3 separate regions of the Zea mays genome follow, and regions 2 and 3 are each linked to region 1. A link is a contact called in public Hi-C data. All regions are on one chromosome and are shown on one strand. The core of a region is the stretch at or near the end of the contact, and the rest is flanking DNA. Distances in the headings are between cores, read along the strand shown.

Region 1 (3,351 bases), core at 276-2,775:
ACGGAAAGCAACAAAGTCACAAGTACAAGCTGCTGGAGATACCAGCTTACAAGAAAAGCCGCCGAGCACAGCACCGGCAAACAAAAGCAAAACAGCTACTCCGTAAGCGAAATGAACCAACAGCTAGCACACTCCCTGCCTCCAGGCCACAGCCTGCCAAGGACTGACTGAACCCAACATCTAAACCTGAAAGGAGGCAACCTAAACTCCGCTAAGAGAGAAAACTACTGGAAACCAGCTCAGAGAAGGCCTTCAACTTCAGAGTCGACATCTCGATTCCCAAAGATATGATTGGTTTTGTGCAAGTATTTTTCTCTCTCTGTACCATGAGTTTTTTTTCCCTATTTTCAACAGTCATGGTACCTAAAAACAGACAAGGATTGTCTGCTAGAGATTTGACGTTGTTCATTTAAGCATGACAAGCTTTCATATTCAAAACAGAAGACTCGGAAGACTTATCTTGAACTACAAACATATTCTTTCATTTGAACTATGTATTAATTGCAGTGAACAAGTAAAAAAACATACTCCTATCTGAGCAAACACTACTACACCTGACCATATGCAACATGAAGCTCTTTGTTTTATTTTCCCCTTTTCGAGATGCACATCGATGTTTCTTAGTATATTCTTCTCAAGATTCTTGGCATTAACATAGGTATGGTAGTAGTAGACAATGCGCCCGTATCTCAATGAAGATCCACCTAGTTGTCCAGCACTTCGAGATCCAATAGTATTTGACTGAGTACTTATATGACAGATCAACGCTAGTGGCACTATTTTATGAAGGAAAAACTACCTAGTATTCACACAAAACAAATGCCACCACGTTAACCTCCCAGCTTTCCTTTTTCCCTCATCAGGCAAATAGTCGAGCACGGGGCGTGCAACCTGGGGATCCCGCAACCCAGAGTCACAGTCAACGGTCAACACGTAAGACAAAGTACAGATAATAATTCAACGGCCATGCTAACCGGCAATCGGGGGCAAACAATTCAAATCAATTGGTCAGTGATTACCGCGCAGAGGACAGACTTGATGACGCCAGCGCAGGCCGCGTCAGAGATGTTCATGGCGTTGAACCTCTTCCGCAGCGCGGCGTCCGCTGCGGCGTCGCAGCAGCTGCTACTGCTGCCGCCCCCGCCGTAAGCGGAGCAGAAGCCCAGCGTCCTGTTCAGCGGCACCGGCGCCCCTGCAAAAACCAAACGATTCAGAACGCGTCCTCGAGAAGAGGGAGAAGCCGGAGGAAGCGATAGGCGCTCACGCCCGTCGGTGCACAGCGGGAGTGCGCGCACGGCCGGCGGCGACGACCAGGCGGCGAGGCAGCAACAGCAGCAGAGGAGGAGGAAGAGCGAGCGGCGCACGCGCGCCACGATTGGAGGCCTCCTCATCCGTGGCTGCTGTGCTGCGGCCTCCGGGTGCGCCTACAGCTCACGGGCATGGCCGAGCCTCGCCGCGTCGGGGAGCAGGTTGATTTATTGGAAGACCAGGGTAGGCAGGAGGCGGCATTGGCAGCATGGCATGTGAGTGTTGACCAAGTTGGGGTTTAAATATGGACGGCAATGGGAATAGAGACATTTGTCTACGGCTTCTCGCTGGAGCGACGGCGACGGGGTTGACTGAATGTGAATGTGATCATGTCATGGCAGAACGCTGCTACCAGACAAGTTCAGCTTAACACGTTTGGAAGTCTAAAATTTGATTTTCTTTTTCAAAATTCATAGATTTAAATTGTAAAGTTAGAGATCACTCGTATATTTAACTTTTTTCATTTAGGATTATTGTTGGTACGTAGCTGGTGGTGATAGAACTTAAATGTCACAACCGACTAGTTAGGTGCAAGTTGCTTAAGGCCCCGTTCCCTGCCTCATTCCGGCAGGAATGAATCAGCCCAGTTTAGAATCTGGTCCAGTCTCCTAGAGTTGTTCGTTTTGATCTAGGTCAGAAACAAACTCGTCTGATTTTAATTCCCATCTCTCAATCCTCGGCCTGGAACGAGTCCAGGTGATCTACCTTCCGGACTGGATCCGGATCTGGAAACGAGCTGGTGACAGGAATGAGTAACAACCCATGATTCACTCGATCCTGGACTGACTCTGTTACTGACCTGGCCTGGAATCCTGGGCTGCCGAACAGGGCCTAAGTAAATAAGTATAGAGTATAAAAACACGAAGAAATACGTTATCTGTTAGGTAAGTGAGTGTGAACGTCGGATTGAAGCCAATAAGCATGGTTTGAACCTTTATTTGTGTATAATTTAAACCTTTTTACCATTTATTAGTAGAGACTAGGCGACTATTACTATCAAATTCCAAAACCTATGAGGATGTAGGTTTTTAGAATCAACGTTAGAAAATATACGCGTACTCTACTACCAAATCTTTTATAATTTGTTTATTTAAATATTCTTCTCCGTGAACTCGATTGTCATATACTCCTGCGTCGAGCCGTTGACTCTAGAGGATGAATCAAGCGAACACCTGAAAAGTGAGAACTGAAATCAGGGTGTATACTGTTTGACTTTGCTTTCTCGAGGTCATCAAAAATCACCACGCATTTATATGTGGAGAACATCGTCAACTGATTACAGCGATCTATCTGTGGGACGAAACACAAAAGTCTTCAACAACACACAAGGAGATAAAAGCTATGCACGCAAATATTCCTGGCACATAACTAGAGACGGCAAAGGTCCTGTTTGGTAAAGGGCCATGCACGCAGTTATACTTTTTGACTGCTTTTTAACAGGGTAGTACTGAAATAAGTTTAAGAGAATAAGCCACTTTATCTTTATCACTTTGAATGACCGTTCAATCACATTTCTAATCTAAGAGATAAATGAGCTTGATTGAACACCTTTGAAAAACATATCCTTAGTCCATCCAACCACTCTAAGTCATATGCCTTTATTATTTTGATCCTCTCAACTCGATTGCTTAGTTTCTTTCAAACTTAGCTCCTAGAACACCATTTTCCATATCTAATCATTCTAACCATTCTAATGTGTTCCAAAATATTCCTAGAGCCTTTTAAAACTTATTCAAACACTCAAACCTCTCAAGGTTCTTTTCTTTCGAATTATGCCCTTTCTACTGAGCTTTGTTTCTCACTTTAAACCTCTATACTTATTCTTATGAACTGCAACCAACCACTTAGCAAACTAGTTAGTTCTTTAAGTTGTGGTAGTCATCAAACACCAAAACCAATATAGAAATGACTTAAAGGTCATTTCCCTTTCTTTAGGCTTTCAACCACTTTTGTTAAGGTTGTGGTTGATATGTTTGGATTGCAATACTTGATGCCACTCACTGCTAAAGACTTGACAAGGTTGTTGGCTATGAACAACAAGCG
Region 2 (3,351 bases), core at 327-2,826, 200 kb after region 1:
TGGAAAGGCATCTGACTCTGGCTGGGAAGCATCTGACTCTGACTAATCGTCCACTACAATCTGATGGAAGATCAATGGTAGGGGAAGAGTCTGTCCCAGATGGTGGTGGAGGGTCAGCTACTGCTGATGCATTCCATTTGGATGAGAATCTGCTACTTAAGGTCTTGTAAGTTCGATTAGTTAAATATCTACTGCCGTTTGAGTTTGATTACCTGCTGCTGTTCAGACTTTACCCTTTAGAGGTGCTACTCAAGGTGGCTGCTACTCTGCTGTAATGCTGTTTGAAACGTTGAGTACTGCTAAATAGCTACTGCTGTTTGAGTTTAATACTTTGATTACCTACTGCTGTAGTTTTGTAGTTCTAGGACTGCTGTTTGAAGTATATTATATAGTATATAACTATACACTATAGTGTATATAACTATATATAATTATATATGTTCTGATTAGTACAGGTCGTTTAGGACAACTAGGTGGCCGACCTGTCACCAACTAATTGTCCTGGTCGACGTCCTAATCGTGATTACTTGCCTAATCGGTCACCATCAACGACCAGGTTACTTGAAAACCATGCTAGAGACTGAAAGGGGCTAGAGTCCTTTGAGTTCTGGGGGTGAAGATGCCAGATTTTGAGGAAGTACTTGTATTTGACGATGGAGAGGGTGCAGAAAGGCAAGTGTATTTTCTCTTGAGTTTTGATAATGTCCGTAAGAGAGATGAGATGATCAAGACTAAAACAAGCAGTCTGAAGAGATGTCGCACCTCCAGCGATGTTTAGAGCATGTACAAGGTTCTCCAGGGTATGTGACTCCTGTTCCTCTAAGAGCTGAGAACTGATGGTCTGCGCTGAACCATTAAGGTACTTCTACCAATCATTTATTGTGCATAATGTCATGGTAGGTTTGCATGTACTATTGGCAGATATTGTAGAACTAGACCATTGTTGCATAATTGTTTTATGGCGAACTGTTTTTTAGCATGAACCTTCTCCATTCTGTACCTCAGTTTTAGACTTGTGAACTAATCTTTTAGTATTTTCAATAGATGTTGGTAAAATCAGTCAGATATAAGTGAAGTAATGAAATTCAGGTTTTCCCATGGTGCAAAATAATTAAACGCCATGAATACCGAGCCATCAGTCAAAGAACCCTACCTCCTGTGGTGCTAACTAGCGTTCGTCAATTCGCTGATGCGGATCCCAGACTACAGCTCCGCAGGCTGGGTACTGAAAAAAAAGAAGGGAGTAGAAGAAAAGGAACTAAGGGCTTACAGCGGAGAGTGCAGAACTTGGCGGTGGGGGATGGGTCACGGCAGGAGGAGCCCAGCCGGAGGTCGTACCACCGGTTCGCCTGCGGCGCCGTGCTTGGCTCCCCGTTGCTGCTGCCGCTCGCCATCCCGCGCTGTGCGCCGAGCCCCTCGCCAGCAGCGGCGCTCGATTCTTCTATTCGATTCGGCGGAGGCGATCGGCGGAAGGCGGCGGAGCCGAGGAGGAAGACGTCGCGGGTACGGCCAGTGGGCCTGACCGCCTGAGGCTGAGAAGGGAGGGGGCGAGGGTGTTGCTATGGGCTAGACCTGTTCGTAGGCCACCCAACCAATCGGGCCTGATTCTGTTTACCTTTAACTCGATCCAACCTGACCAACGTATTACCCGTACGTTGGGGGAGTTCAGTTCATACAGTAATTTTTTACTCGTGCTCTAACCTGAAGAAATCGAAAGTAATTAGGTGCCGTTTGGTTCACTAATCGGCTGATTGGATGCGTGTATCCGGACGCGCGGCTCGGGTGGCCCTGGCTGACCTAGTACGGCATTTTTCTGTGTACGAGTGGATACAACCAAATAGCTATAAAATGACTTAATTTGTATCCGCTCATGCAGCCTGCGTCTCCCTTGTGCAGGCAACCAAATAGGAGCTGAGATAAAGTCAACGCATACGGTGGTCCAAGATGAGACGGTGCGGGTAACCAAACATACGGTAATTGTGTGTTTGGTTGCGGGACAGTCAGGACAGGGACGTCCCCTGACGTCTCCTCTCGTCCCTCCAATTTTGAGGGACAAATGGGGACAACACTGGATAGTTCTGTCCTAACTCCTGCCTCTGAACCAAACAACCTTATTTGAGGAATCGTCTCGTCCCGTCCTGGCATTGCAACCAAACACACCATAAATGTAAAGTAAACGGTAATGGTAACGATTTTCACTTGAATACCGGCGATAACAAATTTGAATAGGTCGATATCCATTTATAGTGTGGTATTCGATTACGGTTTGACTTAAACAAACATGATTTTACGTTATTGGTTATCCATTACGTTACCAATATGTGAACCAAACGGCATCTTATTGTAGTTGGGCTGCTGGGTGTACTTGGTCCATCCGTAGATTCTTCTAAATCTAATTCTGAGTTGGTACATACGAGCTAAGGACGTCTGTAACAGTCTATCCATAGTTTACTCAAAAATACAGTTTTGCACTGTAGACTGCACTGTTTTTAAAGTAAAATTTGAATATGGGTATACGGATGGGTAAGCTGAAAGCTAAAAGTTATCTGGTTAAAACTATAAGAATATAATAGCATGACAATATGATAAAAAGGGTGTCGTCGTAGCCTCTCTAATAAGTTGATTTGACAACAATGCCACTGTTAGTGACGGGCCTCCGCTTCGCTCGGCAACTTGGCCGCCTTCTTCAGAATTTGGATCACAAACTCAACAAACTTTATCTTGTGACAAATTCTTTGTAGCATCATAATAGCAAACTCCACCTTAAACAATGCATCATCATGCCGACGCCAACAGCCACCAGGGGTAACATGCTTCGTCATCATATCAACATGATTATCTTGAGTACTGATCTTGCATATCTTCACCAAACCCGGTGACGGGCCTCGTCGCAAGTTAGCCGCATTCTTCAGAATTTGGATCACAAACTCAACAGTATTGAGTTATACTATTGAAAAGTTGGATGGTGGGATCTAAAATTTTGGGGTAGAAAAAATTCTAAGTTGAACTAAAAGAATCTGTAAAATTTCAATAATCTATTCGACTCTTGTATTCAGTTGATTGAAATTCCAAAATTTTAACAGTCTGGCTTAGGAAGATGAACCAAACAAACCATCGTTTAACAATGGCGATCTATAGAGTGTGGAGGAGAGCGCTGACATTTCATATATACGTGGAGAAGGGAATCAAAGCCCTGAAAGAAGGCCTGATATGGAGGGTGGGTCACGGTATGCTCAACCTCTGGCTAGATCCAAGGATACCCAGAGGCGTAACAAGAAGTGAAATTACTCCAAAGGGACAAACTCTGTTCGTACGATTCATCAGTAACCAGCGATTGAGACCGGGCGACAT
Region 3 (3,351 bases), core at 512-3,011, 180 kb after region 1:
TCATGTATCCTACGAATAGCAATAGACTGGACATGACATTTGCCATAAATTTACTAGCAAGATACAATGTAAAACCCACCAAAAGGCACTGAAAAGGGGTCAATGACATTTTTTATTATCCCTAAGGAAGCAAGGATCTAAGCCTATTGTATCAGAAAATCCAAAACTTGAACTTGGTTGGCTATGTCGTTGCAGGTTACATATGACCCACATTCAGACAAGACACAAACAAGGTATGTGTTTCTCTATGGAGGACCACAATCTCCTGGAGATAATCAAAACAAACTTTGGTTGCAACTTCAATGAATCACTATGAAATTATCACACTATACAAAGCCTCCTATGAATGTGTTGGCTTCTAAGAATGACCAGTCACATCTAGTTATCATGTAGTTTGAATAATGAACTAACCCTCGCTATTATTTGTGAAGATAATGTAGCTTTTTACGTAGGTACAGATGGGCTATACGAAGAGGAATCTTATGGAACACATTAGCCCAAGTTCTTCTATGCACATAAATATCAAAATTTTATATACTAAGTCATGTGAAAATCTCACGGACTTGTTCACAAAGTCCCTTCTCGCATCATCTTTTGAAATGTGTGTTCGAGAGCATAGAATGACGAGGCTTAGAAAATTGTAGATCTCAAGAGGAGAATCTTCGCATACTCCTAAATAAATCATAACCATGAAGTTTAAAATACCAAAAATAATCTTGAGGGTTAATTAAAATCTAATTGAGTTGTACTATTTTTCTTTATGTGAGCTTTTATATAAGTTTCTCACTTAAGTTTTTTAACGAAGTAATTCATGCAACGTAAATAAGTGTCAATTACGTAGCCTTTTTCTTTATTTTTTAAGTTTTTAGAACATAAGCATCCTGCAGATGTTGAGTCAAGGGAGAGTGTTGAAAAAACTAATGAAGAAAAGAGGAGCATGCAATTCATATACGTAGAGCCCTAATTTTAGATATAAATGGAAAAACCTTCACTATATAAATCAGGACTAGAAATAGTGAAATACAACCAACAATATTATCTCTACTCCTATAAAGCACCAATATTCACGGTTCTGCTAACATTGTGTGTTGTCAAGTGACATCGGTTGTTATATCCCAGATGAAATGTGAGAAAACGTCTAAGCCCAACATGACATGGAGACGCACACGATATACTCGGATAGTACTGCATCACTAGTTAAAGGAGGACGAGTGTTCGAGTGAGTTATAAAAGTAGAACAAGTCTTCTTTTCAACTCATACTTTTCTTGGACTTTTGGCTATTCGTGGGCCATATGTCTAATTATTTTTTTGGAGGGTCTATTTTAATTTTAAATTCATTTTTGTATGGAACTATGGAAGGTTCATGACATTAGCTTGTCAGCGTGTCATATAGTCGTTAAACTATACTATCAAATGTGATTTATGTGTGGTCGTAATGCACAGAAATTATAATGGTTCTCATTTATCTTCTTGCATTCGATTTTATTTTCGTTAAAAGCTCCTGTACACGCTAGGCCTAAAAAAAACTTAAGGACACGGCACAATCATATCCCGGATTCTCCCACCCCCACGAAATCTGCCACCTCAGCTCGTGTCCTCTCGCTCGTTTCACGTGCTGCCGCGTCCGTCGTCGCCGCGTCGGCACCCACGAGGCGCCTCGCCATCGGAAGAACCCAAATCACCCCAGTCCCCACTCCCCACTCCATCCACCGTACACAACAAACAGACGCCGACCGCCGAACAATGGCCTTGTCAACGCGATAGCAACCGGCAACGGCAAGCAACCATCTGGGCACTCGGCTCTCCCCCCTCCCACGCTCTGCTCTCCGCAGCAAGCCAGCAAACAGTCTCCCGTGCCACCTCAGCCCGCTGCCTGCGAGGCTGCGACCTTCTCCCTTCACTCCCCTCGCCGACGGAGCAAACGGCGATCGGAAGTCGAGCGCCGTCACCTGAGGGACAGATGGCGGCGGCGGAGGGGCAGGTGAGGCGGGACATGTGGGGGCAGGAGTATCGGACGTCATCCGCCGACTGCGCGGCGGCGCTCGACGCCTACTACGCCGCCTTCATGTCCTTCGGCCGCGGCCGCGTGGCGGCCGTCCTCCGCGCCGCCGCGGCCGACCCGACCTGCGCCCTCGCCGCCGCGCACGCCGCGCAATCAGTCGCCCCCAGGGACCCCGCGGGGGCCGCCGCCTTCCTCAACGCCGCCGCGGACAACCTCGTGAGCTAGCGTCCTCCTCCCTTTCGACCACCTTCCCCTGCTCCACCCACTTTCGTTCCCTGGGCCAAGCCGACCACCTCAACCTGTGGTGCTTTTGCGCGCCTGCTTCCAGGGGAAAGCAACGGAGTACGAGAGGGCCGTTTTCGGGACGCTCTCCGTGCTGGTGGGCGAGAAGAGGGACGAGGAGGTGGCGATCGAGCGGCACTTCGAGGTTTGACATACCTTAATTTGTTGATTTTGGGGACTGGAAGGGTATACACTTCTGCTACTTCCGGAGTCAGTAAATAATATGGTCGTCTATGGCAGCTTCTCGAGCAATTCCCCAGGGATCTCCTGTCTCTCAAGAGAGCGCAGCTCATCTGTTTCTATATGGGAAAGCCAGATTTGTCCCTGAAATTCGTTCAACAAGTAAGCCAAACGGGATTCTTGTATTTACGGGCTTCAAAAGTTCAAATTTTGTGCTTGACTGAATGAAGTTGAAGCTGATATGGCATTTCTTTTTCACTTGATGTACTTGTGTTGATTCTTCCCAAGGAATATCAACAATGGTATCTTTGTATCAAAAGTAAGATCCAATAATTCCTGAGAGCATTATATGCTCACTGTTCCCTATAACTGCACGGTCATCTGTTGTTAGACAGGCTATAAGAAGGCTAAATGCTGAGTTGGAGGAGAGAGAGAGGAAAAGTGGGTTGTTACCTTACCGCCAACTTAGACACGAGAACAAAGAAATCTTGTGAGAGAGACAAGTGTGTCATACATTATTAATAAAGAGCTAACTATTATACAAGTGGGCTAAGAGGTTGGCTACAACAATCCTTGTAGCCAGCAGCCGGCTATATTATTAGCCTTGCTCTTAAAGAATCGTTGCCTATTTGGCTATTTGCACTCCTTTTCATCGTTTCCTGTAAACATTTTTACTATGCCAAATTGGTGCATTGCAAGAGCTTGTGAGTACCAATAATTAATTTTATTATGAAATTAGCACCCTGCCACCCTCTTGTATCAGCCTCTTTTGTTCACTAGATTTGTGGTACTCAATGCTTATCAGGTTTTGCCGAAGAATCAAGATCAGAATTTCATATATGGCATGCTTGCCTTCCCTTTGCTTGAGCTTGGACGGATGGATGAA

The links. A called contact is a pair of places that touch in the nucleus more often than the background predicts.
Region 2: a contact with region 1 is called in a Hi-C map of ear, with 2.5 times the contacts expected there. The contact joins the promoter of LOC100272267 here to the promoter of LOC103643833 in region 1. A contact is called at or near these places in 2 of 25 Hi-C or Micro-C datasets (ear and tassel).
Region 3: a contact with region 1 is called in a Hi-C map of root tip, with 4 times the contacts expected there. The contact joins the promoter of LOC100276965 here to the promoter of LOC103643833 in region 1. A contact is called at or near these places in 5 of 25 Hi-C or Micro-C datasets (ear, leaf, root tip and 1 more).

The regions. Positions count from the first base shown.
Region 1 is chr1:269,153,735-269,157,085 of Zm-B73-REFERENCE-NAM-5.0, reverse strand. It overlaps LOC103643833 (HIPL1 protein), which reads right to left and starts at 1,525. Exons shown (of 7, transcript XM_008666991.2): 1 at 1,265-1,525; 2 at 1,020-1,192. The coding sequence starts at 1,391.
Region 2 is chr1:268,955,740-268,959,090 of Zm-B73-REFERENCE-NAM-5.0, reverse strand. LOC100272267 (RNA polymerase II transcription elongation factor) reads right to left here and starts at 1,576. Exons shown (of 4, transcript NM_001146755.1): 1 at 1,271-1,576. The coding sequence starts at 1,394.
Region 3 is chr1:268,975,326-268,978,676 of Zm-B73-REFERENCE-NAM-5.0, reverse strand. LOC100276965 reads left to right here and starts at 1,761. Exons shown (of 13, transcript NM_001371583.1): 1 at 1,761-2,219; 2 at 2,332-2,430; 3 at 2,526-2,627; 4 at 3,271-3,351. The coding sequence starts at 1,962.